2 separate regions of the Mus musculus genome follow, and region 1 is linked to region 2. Evidence: chromatin contacts called from public HiChIP or PLAC-seq data. All regions are on one chromosome and are shown on one strand. The core of a region is the stretch at or near the end of the contact, and the rest is flanking DNA. Distances in the headings are between cores, read along the strand shown. Region 1 overlaps Akap13 (A kinase (PRKA) anchor protein 13). Region 2 has its middle 39 kb from the start of Gm46017.

Evidence for each region. HiChIP or PLAC-seq counts read pairs in DNA pulled down with a chosen protein or histone mark.
Region 1: an H3K27ac HiChIP or PLAC-seq map of embryonic fibroblasts shows a contact between it and region 2, with 19 read pairs. The contact joins two enhancer-like sites. A contact is called at or near these places in 2 of 15 datasets of contacts at CTCF or cohesin (the NIH/3T3 cell line and large pre-B cells), 9 of 484 Hi-C or Micro-C datasets (embryonic fibroblasts, muscle stem cells, nephron progenitors and 2 more), 7 of 115 datasets of contacts at active chromatin or transcription factors (the 230-238 cell line, the NIH/3T3 cell line, embryonic fibroblasts and 4 more) and 3 of 9 other capture datasets (adipose tissue, liver and pancreatic islet).

Annotation. Positions count from the first base shown.
Region 1 is chr7:75,640,951-75,644,863 of GRCm38.p6, reverse strand. The region is part of intron 8 of Akap13 (A kinase (PRKA) anchor protein 13); the gene reads right to left. Among named protein-coding and RNA genes, the nearest start is that of AU020206, 140 kb to the left of the region's middle. Within about 2 kb of position 2,278, at least 228 of the 459 cell types and tissues checked have an H3K27ac peak or open chromatin away from gene starts, as enhancers often do. A contact at or near this core is called in the NIH/3T3 cell line, adipose tissue, embryonic fibroblasts and 3 more, where this site is marked.
Region 2 is chr7:75,396,484-75,400,380 of GRCm38.p6, reverse strand. No RefSeq gene overlaps it. Among named protein-coding and RNA genes, the nearest start is that of Gm46017, 39 kb to the left of the region's middle. Within about 2 kb of position 2,635, at least 90 of the 459 cell types and tissues checked have an H3K27ac peak or open chromatin away from gene starts, as enhancers often do. A contact at or near this core is called in the NIH/3T3 cell line, adipose tissue, embryonic fibroblasts and 3 more, where this site is marked.

The sequences.
Region 1 (3,913 bases), core at 1,029-3,528, 240 kb before region 2:
AAATCACACCTCCTCCGAGGGCCACACCCAATGTGGATTTCACTGGCTTCTGTGTCTAGGTTTCTGAGCTCATTTGCCAGCTTCTTGTAGGGAGAGACTAAGTATTGTAACCCATACCCGAAAGGCCAAGGGAAGAAGGTAATGTTAGGCTAGCCTAGGATGCTTTACCAAGTTAAGGAGGTGCTTATCTCAAAGGGGCAGGGGATGGTGGCACAAGGGTGAGGTGGCTCAGTTGGTAAAGGTGTTTGCTGCTAAGCCTGAGTTTGATCCCCAGGACCCACAAGGCTGAAGGACAGAACAAACTCCCCAAGCTATCCTCTGACTATACAACAGGTGAGCCATGCCACATATACAACAGCAAAACATTGTAATGTCATAAAAGAAAGTGGGTTATCTCAAGTACTAAACAGAGTTGATACACCAACAATAGACTTCCACTATTTAACCCAGACATTAGATTAGTACTTTATCCAAAATTATTCCTTTTTCACTTAACCTGCTTCACTCTCCAAAATTTAGATGTTCAGGTTCTTTGGCTTCTATGAAGTACTTGGCTGACTTCCAATTTCCCTGCCTTTGCCAGAAAACAGCTAAACTTCCAAAAAGTACTTCATGAGTTGTCCAACATTCCCAGACTCTGGCCTTACCGAATGTAGAAGTCCTTACTAATTTTAGATTCAAGGATGTCTTCTGTGAACAATTAGCCAGTTCAGAGTCTCCGCCCCCTTCCGCTTAGACACCCAACCTTACTAACGATGTGAAATCAAACAAATGTAAATGCAGCTCATCACTGGTCAGAAGCTAAGGCAGGAAAAGAGTCAACTAGAGACAGTACCAACAGAATCCTGACTTCTTGTTTCCCTGGAAAACTAAGACTGAGAGACAGGAGAAGAGCAGATGGATAGGAAAGACCAAAGACCTACACAGACAAAGGGACAAAGAGACGGACAGAAAAGGAAGCTCACAGAGAAAGAGAGGTGGAATTGAGGTGTGGGGATGGGGCAAGCAACAGAAAAACAGAGGCATCTAGCAAAAGGGCAGCTCTGAGAATGAATTCCTCCTTTGTGATTATTTAGATTCTACTTAGAACAAGTAAAATTTTATTTTAGTAATAAGTGCTTTGTTGCAGATTCATTTTCTCTCTCTCTCTCTCTCTCACACACACACACACACACACACACACACACACACACACACACACAGACACAGTCTCTGTTCAGACATGCCTTTAAAGAACTTTAAATCCCCCACCCCCCCACCCCCTTGATCTTCTGTCACTGTTAGCTCAGGCTTTCTCACACTTCATCCTAGTTTAGGAAGGATCAAGACCGGGCAGTAAGGGTACAGAGAGAAGTCTTCCTGAGATGTTGAAACTGTATGAGGTGTGGCCCCTTCTTACCTTCAGCAACACCACATCGACAGTCCTGTCCACCTTGGAGATGTCACACAGGCTATAGCGCCTTTTGTGCCGCTCATACATTTTGTACAGATGCAGAAAAGAAGAGACAAAATGTAGACGGATATCTGCTGAATCCAGGGACCAATGTGCTCACACAGGTCCGAAATTCCAAATTCTCACAGTGGGCGGGAGGAGACTTCTGCTTCCAGATTCCTCTATATAGAAAACTCTCGGGTTAAGGAAAAAAAAAAAAAAAAAAAAAAAGCAGACTCCAAATCTGTGAACTAAGTGGGAACTTTCTGGCAACTTCAGAGCACGGAGACGAGTTTATAATTCATAATAAAAGCAGTCTGCAGTAAGATCGCTGCTGTGCAGATCTTGACTGAAAGAGAAGCACAGATCTTTTCCATCACTGCCGAGAACTCCAGTAGAAAAATTAAGGACGAACTGGCTAAGCATAATGGTTGGCACATGTATGCAGAAAACCCAGAGCCAGTAAGCACTTAGCCACGAAGACAAAGGTTTTTTTTTTTTTTTTTAAAAGGAAGGTGGCTATTTCAAAGTGATGGCACGAGAGAATTCCTTAAAACAACAAAGGCAAGAAACCTATATGGAGGCGGGGGGGGGGGGGGGGAGAAAAAAAATCTGGAGGTATTTTCTAGAGTATCCACTTTTTTAGCCAGTCTCCAGCTCTTCAGCAGCAGGGCTGGATTTTGACTTAAGTTGAAAATATCTAAGGACAGCCAGCCGGCCGAGTACAAGGAAAATAGACCACTCCCCCAGATGTCCTCCCTCCCTCCCTCCCTAGCTGGCTGCCGCTAGCTAGCCAGTCCCTCCCTCCGCAGCCTCCACACCCTTTACCCTGCTCTCTCAAGATCGTCATTACTTGCCCTTTCAGACCTGCACCAGCAGCCTTGGAGGTTTGGAAACCTAATTGCAGTGGTGGGAACATGAATCATCTACAGACTAAGAGAAAAAACAAGGCTTCCTTTTCCAACAGGCTTCCTCCTGCTCCTCCTCCTCCTTACAAGTCCCCAGTGAAAAAGGCTCTGTCAGACACCGCAAGGAACGACCTCAGTCCCTTTGATGCCAGTAGTATGCTAATAAAGAAAGGCGGTGTTATACTAAACACTACTAGTCTGTACTACAGCCTTGGCATTCAGGAAAGACACAGAGACCCTGAATCCAGCCAAGGCGTATACAGCATCTCCCTGCAGAATGCAAAGGAATGATTTAATATCAGAAAAATGTTAGCCAAATATTTCAGAGTTATGTCTCTAGGATGTAGAATTAGCTACAAAAATGTCTGGCAAGGGTTAGAAGTCATCACAAGTTAAGGTTTTGTCTCATCTGGGGTCTGAGAAAGTTCTAAAGAAAGTTAAAGAGATGGCATAGGATGAATGTACGCATGTCTCTTAGGACTCTTGGGACTAAGAAGAGTCACGTGGCTGAGACCGCCTTGCCTGTCACACCTCTCAATCATGGGACTATGTGACTTCATTTGCCTGTTTTCTTGCTTCTCCAGACCTCTCCAGTTGCCAGTCTCCTATGCCTCAGGAGCAGACACAGTCGTTCATTTTTAGACACTGGGGACTGTAATAAACATTGGAGGGGTAAAGAGGAAGAGGAATCAAGGAAGCAAAAAGCAGAAAAGAGAGGTGAAAGAATAGAAAAGGGGGTTAAAACAAAACCCTAAAATAAACCCACAGTGGGCTAGGTACGGACATGCCTTTAATCCCAGCACTATGGAGACAGAGCAGGCAGACCTCTGTGAGTTCGAGGATAGCCTGATCCATGACATGAGTTCCATGACAGACAGGGTTATATAAAGAGACTCTGTGCCAAAAGCAACACCAAACAAGGGAAACAGCATTCTAATGCTTTCCGGGAGAAGCAGTCCTACGTTCTCTCTAAGGGGACAGAGTGCAGCCCCTTACACGGATTTGGAGAATGTGAGTGTACAACCTTAAACACCACAACAGAAAGGAAGTGAAGGGACTAAATACTACAGTTTCTCTCAATAATGCAAGCAAAGTTGGTGAAAGGTGTTTTCTTTTTGAAGCTGTGAAAGGGTAACGAAGGTCTAATGAGTCACCATTTCCTCAGGCCAGGTGTTTAAGGAGGCTAGTCTGCTTAGGAGAAAGCAACGGAGCAAACCCAGGTAAGGTGGCCAGTTCTTCACTTACCCATCTGTCTACCCAAACACCACTGTCTCAGCTCCCTCTAACACAAGCCTCATCCTGATCCCACCACAGGTCCATTAAAAGCATGAAGGTGGACAATGTCCTCTTTCTGGTGCTCTAGAGAGCAAGCCTCGCTCACACCGGCACCGTAGACAGTAAGCACATGATGCTTTTCAGTACAGAGGATGCTAGACACAGTAGACACAAGACAATTGAAGAGATGAAGTTGTAAATAAAATTCTTGCTTAAGCTAACCAAAAAAGCACGGGACTCTGTGCAGGAGCATACAAGAACTTTGATATCATGTGGTTTAAGGGCATAGGTCCAAAGG
Region 2 (3,897 bases), core at 1,386-3,885:
CAGGAAGGTCAGATGTTAAAGATCATCCTCAGCCACATAGCAGGTACGAGGCCAGTTTGAGGTTACATTAGAGCCTGTCTGAGAGAAAATAGCACACTAAAAATAATACAGTGAGGTAGAAACGATGGTGGTTACCACAGTATGTGGAGACAGAACATGGAGAAAGATGGAGGTTTGGGGGATGAGTGGGGCAGAAGTCTTGTTATTGGTTATAATTCCACACTCATTTTTATTTTTTTCTAATTTTCTGTTTTACCTGCATGTATGTCTGTTCTCCATGTGTATATAGTACTGAAAGAATCCAGAAGGAGCCATCAGATCCTCTTGGAACTAGAGTTACTAATATCTGTGAGTCACCTTGTGGGTCCCCTGTATGAAACCAGGTCCTCTACAGGAGTTACAAACGCTCTTAATGGTGGAGTCATCTCCCCAGCTTCTCCTCTGTCTATATTCTTTTGAGTTTTGAATAATGTGATTGTGTGACTGCATGATCTGTTTATAATTCACATCAAAGAATCATCCTGACTCTGCTACTGTTATCAGCTTTCCTTGGTCAAGCTTTTAAACAGTTGTTAGTCCAAGTTTTGAAATCAGGGAAGATGGGCCCTAAGCTGTGAGTGTGGGAGGGTGGGGTGGGGTGTGGGGTGGCTCACTAACATTGCCAGGCCATTTCCCTTCCTTAGACAAGTGCCTAGGTCCCCACCCTGGGCAGGACTGTGATTTACTGGCTCACATTTCTCCAGACATATTTCAGGAGTCAGTTCTGCTCCCGACACTTGAGTCCTCCCCCCACAGCTCAGAATGTTCCCTGAGCTTGAAAGTTCAATGGCCTTTGAACTCCTTTTGTAGGTGGGGCAGCTTCTAGAAACCTCTGTTTTATTTCCCTGTTGGTTGATTTCTCCCAGAAGAGTGTGGGGATGTTAGGACAGAACAGAGTGTTCAGGGTTGAACAAAGCCCTCCCCCAGACATGTACAGGCCTTCTAGGTCCTGGGTGAGGGAACCAAGGGCAGCCTCTAGTGGCTGTTTCTAGATATGCGTCAGAACTCTGGGAGCCTTAGGAACTGGAACTTGCTCCTTTTGAGAAGGCCAGAGAGAGCTGTTGAGTCACAAATGGGATGGCAAGACCGGGTGACATTATTCTGTGAAGCCTTTACCAGAGCCATGTGTGGTGCTGGCCTGTAAGTCCCGCATTTGGGAAGCAGATGCAGGGGGATTTCGAGTTCAAGGTTTGAGATACAGCTACATAGCAAGACTCCGCCTCAGAAATAAACAAAATGTTTCACCATGAGCCATGGCTAGGTCAGTAAGTACTCAAGTCAAGCTGAGCCTGTGTTCTGGACTGTGAGTCCAGAATCAAGACCTGACCCGGAATCTTATCTTTCTATCTGCTTGTCTTCCTCCTTCTTTCCTTCCTTCCTTCCTTCCTTCCTTCCTTCCTTCCTTTCTCCCTCCCTCCCTCCCTCCCCTCCTCCTCCTTCTTCTTTCTCTCTCTCCCTCCCTCCCTTCCTCCTTCTTCTTCTTTCTTTCTTTCTTTCTTTCTTTCTTTCTTTCTTTCTTTCTTTCTTTCTTTCTTTTTCCTTTCCTTTCCTTTCCTTTCCTTTCCTTTCCTTTCTCCCTTCCTTCTTAGCTGCAATCCTAAAGCCCAAAGCTTCTATTCTACACTGGCTGCTGTGTGGGTGGCTACATTCCTTGCAGTTTGTAACTCTGCATAAACCAGGGCACTGATGTTTGTTGGATGAATCAAACCAAGCCAATTTGGATGCGCTGAAAGTGAACCTGAAGTTGGAACTGCGTCATCTACCTTAACTTGTTTCCTAAGTTATTTTAAAAATAATCTCTCTCTCTCTCTCTCTCTCTCTCTCTCTCTCTCTCTCTCTCTCTCTCTCTCTCTCTCTCTGTGTGTGTGTGTGTGTGTATTAGGCAGGCTTGGTAGTACATGCCTCTAATCACAGCACTCAGGAAGCAGAGGTAGGCAGCTCTTTATGAGTTTGAGGCCAGCCTAGTATAGCTAGTTTTAGGGCAGCCCAGACTACATTGTGAGACATATACTTTTTGTTTTCTTATAAAAATTGATATTGGGGATATTGATAGTTGATATTTGAATTGCTGTATTGGGGATATTGATTAGATCAGTTTTTCTCATTTAATGGGAGATAACATTTTTGTTTTCTATTTTAAAAAATAAGCTAAGGTGATGGTTCCTTTTAGAGGCTGAGGCTGGGGGATTGCTGTAAGTTCAAGGTCATCCTGGGCTATAGAGACAGACCTCATCTCTTATGTTGCTGTTCAGCTGCTGGGTACAGTGAACCCCTTTGGAACATTTAAAAGTGTCTTTTTACATGACATTTACACCCCCCTTTTCTACACATTCCTTTACATTTCTACAGTGCAGGCTACCATCCACAGCCTACATCTCTTAGAGAAACTGTATATCATGTTACATGATTAACTTTGCTTCTGTCTTCAGCTGCCCACTTTGAAGTTTTATCTTGACTCATAAACCCTATCAGTGAGCTTTGCCTCTGAATCACTCGAAGATCTTGGTAAAATGAAGAGATTTGAGTCAAGGGGTGGGGCTGAGACGCTACAATTCTAAGGAGATGCCAGCTAGTGACAGCTGTGCTGTTCTAGATTCTGCACGTCGAGGATGAGGTCATTTAAAACCAAGGACAAAAAGGTTCTGAGAACAGGGACTGCCAGCAGTGAAAACCAGTCTGGCTGCTGTGGGCGGGTCCTGCTGAAGGTGGGGCCGCTGCTGAGGGCAGGGGCAGGAGTTTTGCTGGTTGATGTTGGCCAGCTCTTTCCAATGCACTTTTCCGTTTCTTGTAAATGTCTTTTGTCTTTCCTGGGTTGGAGACAAACCGAGAAAGCCAGCCAAAAGCCTAGCGGAGACAGGATTTGTGGGTAGCAGATGCTTCTTCAGGTGTCCTGAGCTGAAGGAAACAAGGGTACAGTAGCCAGATGTGACCTCCGAAGTCTGTGTGTGGGCACCGGGAAACAGCCAAGCCAGACTTTGGTTATCTCTAGGTCTTGGCTTTCTTTTCCCAACGTGACAAGAGAGGTGGCGCACATGTGCATCTGCAGGAAGTATAAACCCCTAACTCCTTTACCTGTGTTTATTAACTCAAACAGGACTTCTTTATCGAAGCACCATTGACATTGGGGGCTGCATAGTATTTCCTGTAGAGAAGGCTGGGTATCCTACGCTTTACGGAATGCTTAGCATCGTCCATGGACTCTATCTACAAAATGTTGGTAACACCTCTAAGTTGTGACTACCAAAAATACAAACATGGCGCAGATGTCAGCGTGCGTGCGTGCGTGCGTGTGTGTGTATGTGTGTGTGGTGTGTGGTGTGTGGTGTGTGGTGTGTGGTGTGTGGTGTGTGGTGTGTGGTGTGTGTGTGTGTGTGTGTGTGTGTGTGTGTGTAATTGCCCCAGTCTATGAACCGGTGGTATTGGATAAGGTAGAGAAGAGCTGCTCAGTTCTATTGTATGTCTACCCTTTTCAATTTTACCTACTCGTCTTTCTAAATTCCATCAGATGTTCTGCTTCCTTAGTTGGCTTTTTAAAAAATGACTTGTTTTTTAAACATCCATACATGACTTGTATGGATGTTCTGCTTGTGCACGTGCGCACACATGTGTGTGTGTGTGTGTGTGTGTGTGTGTGTGTGTGCGTGTGTGTACACCTCATGCCAAGGGAGGTTAGAGGAGAAAGCTGGATCCCCTGAAACTGGGTTTGTGATCTACCATGTGGCTGCTTGGAACCAAACCCAGGTCTTCTGGAAGGGCAGCGGGTGCTCTTAACCACTAGGCCATCTTCCCGGGTCTCTTTAGATTGATATTTCTCTCTCTCTTTCTTTCTTTCTTTCTTTCTTTCTTTCTTTCTTTCTT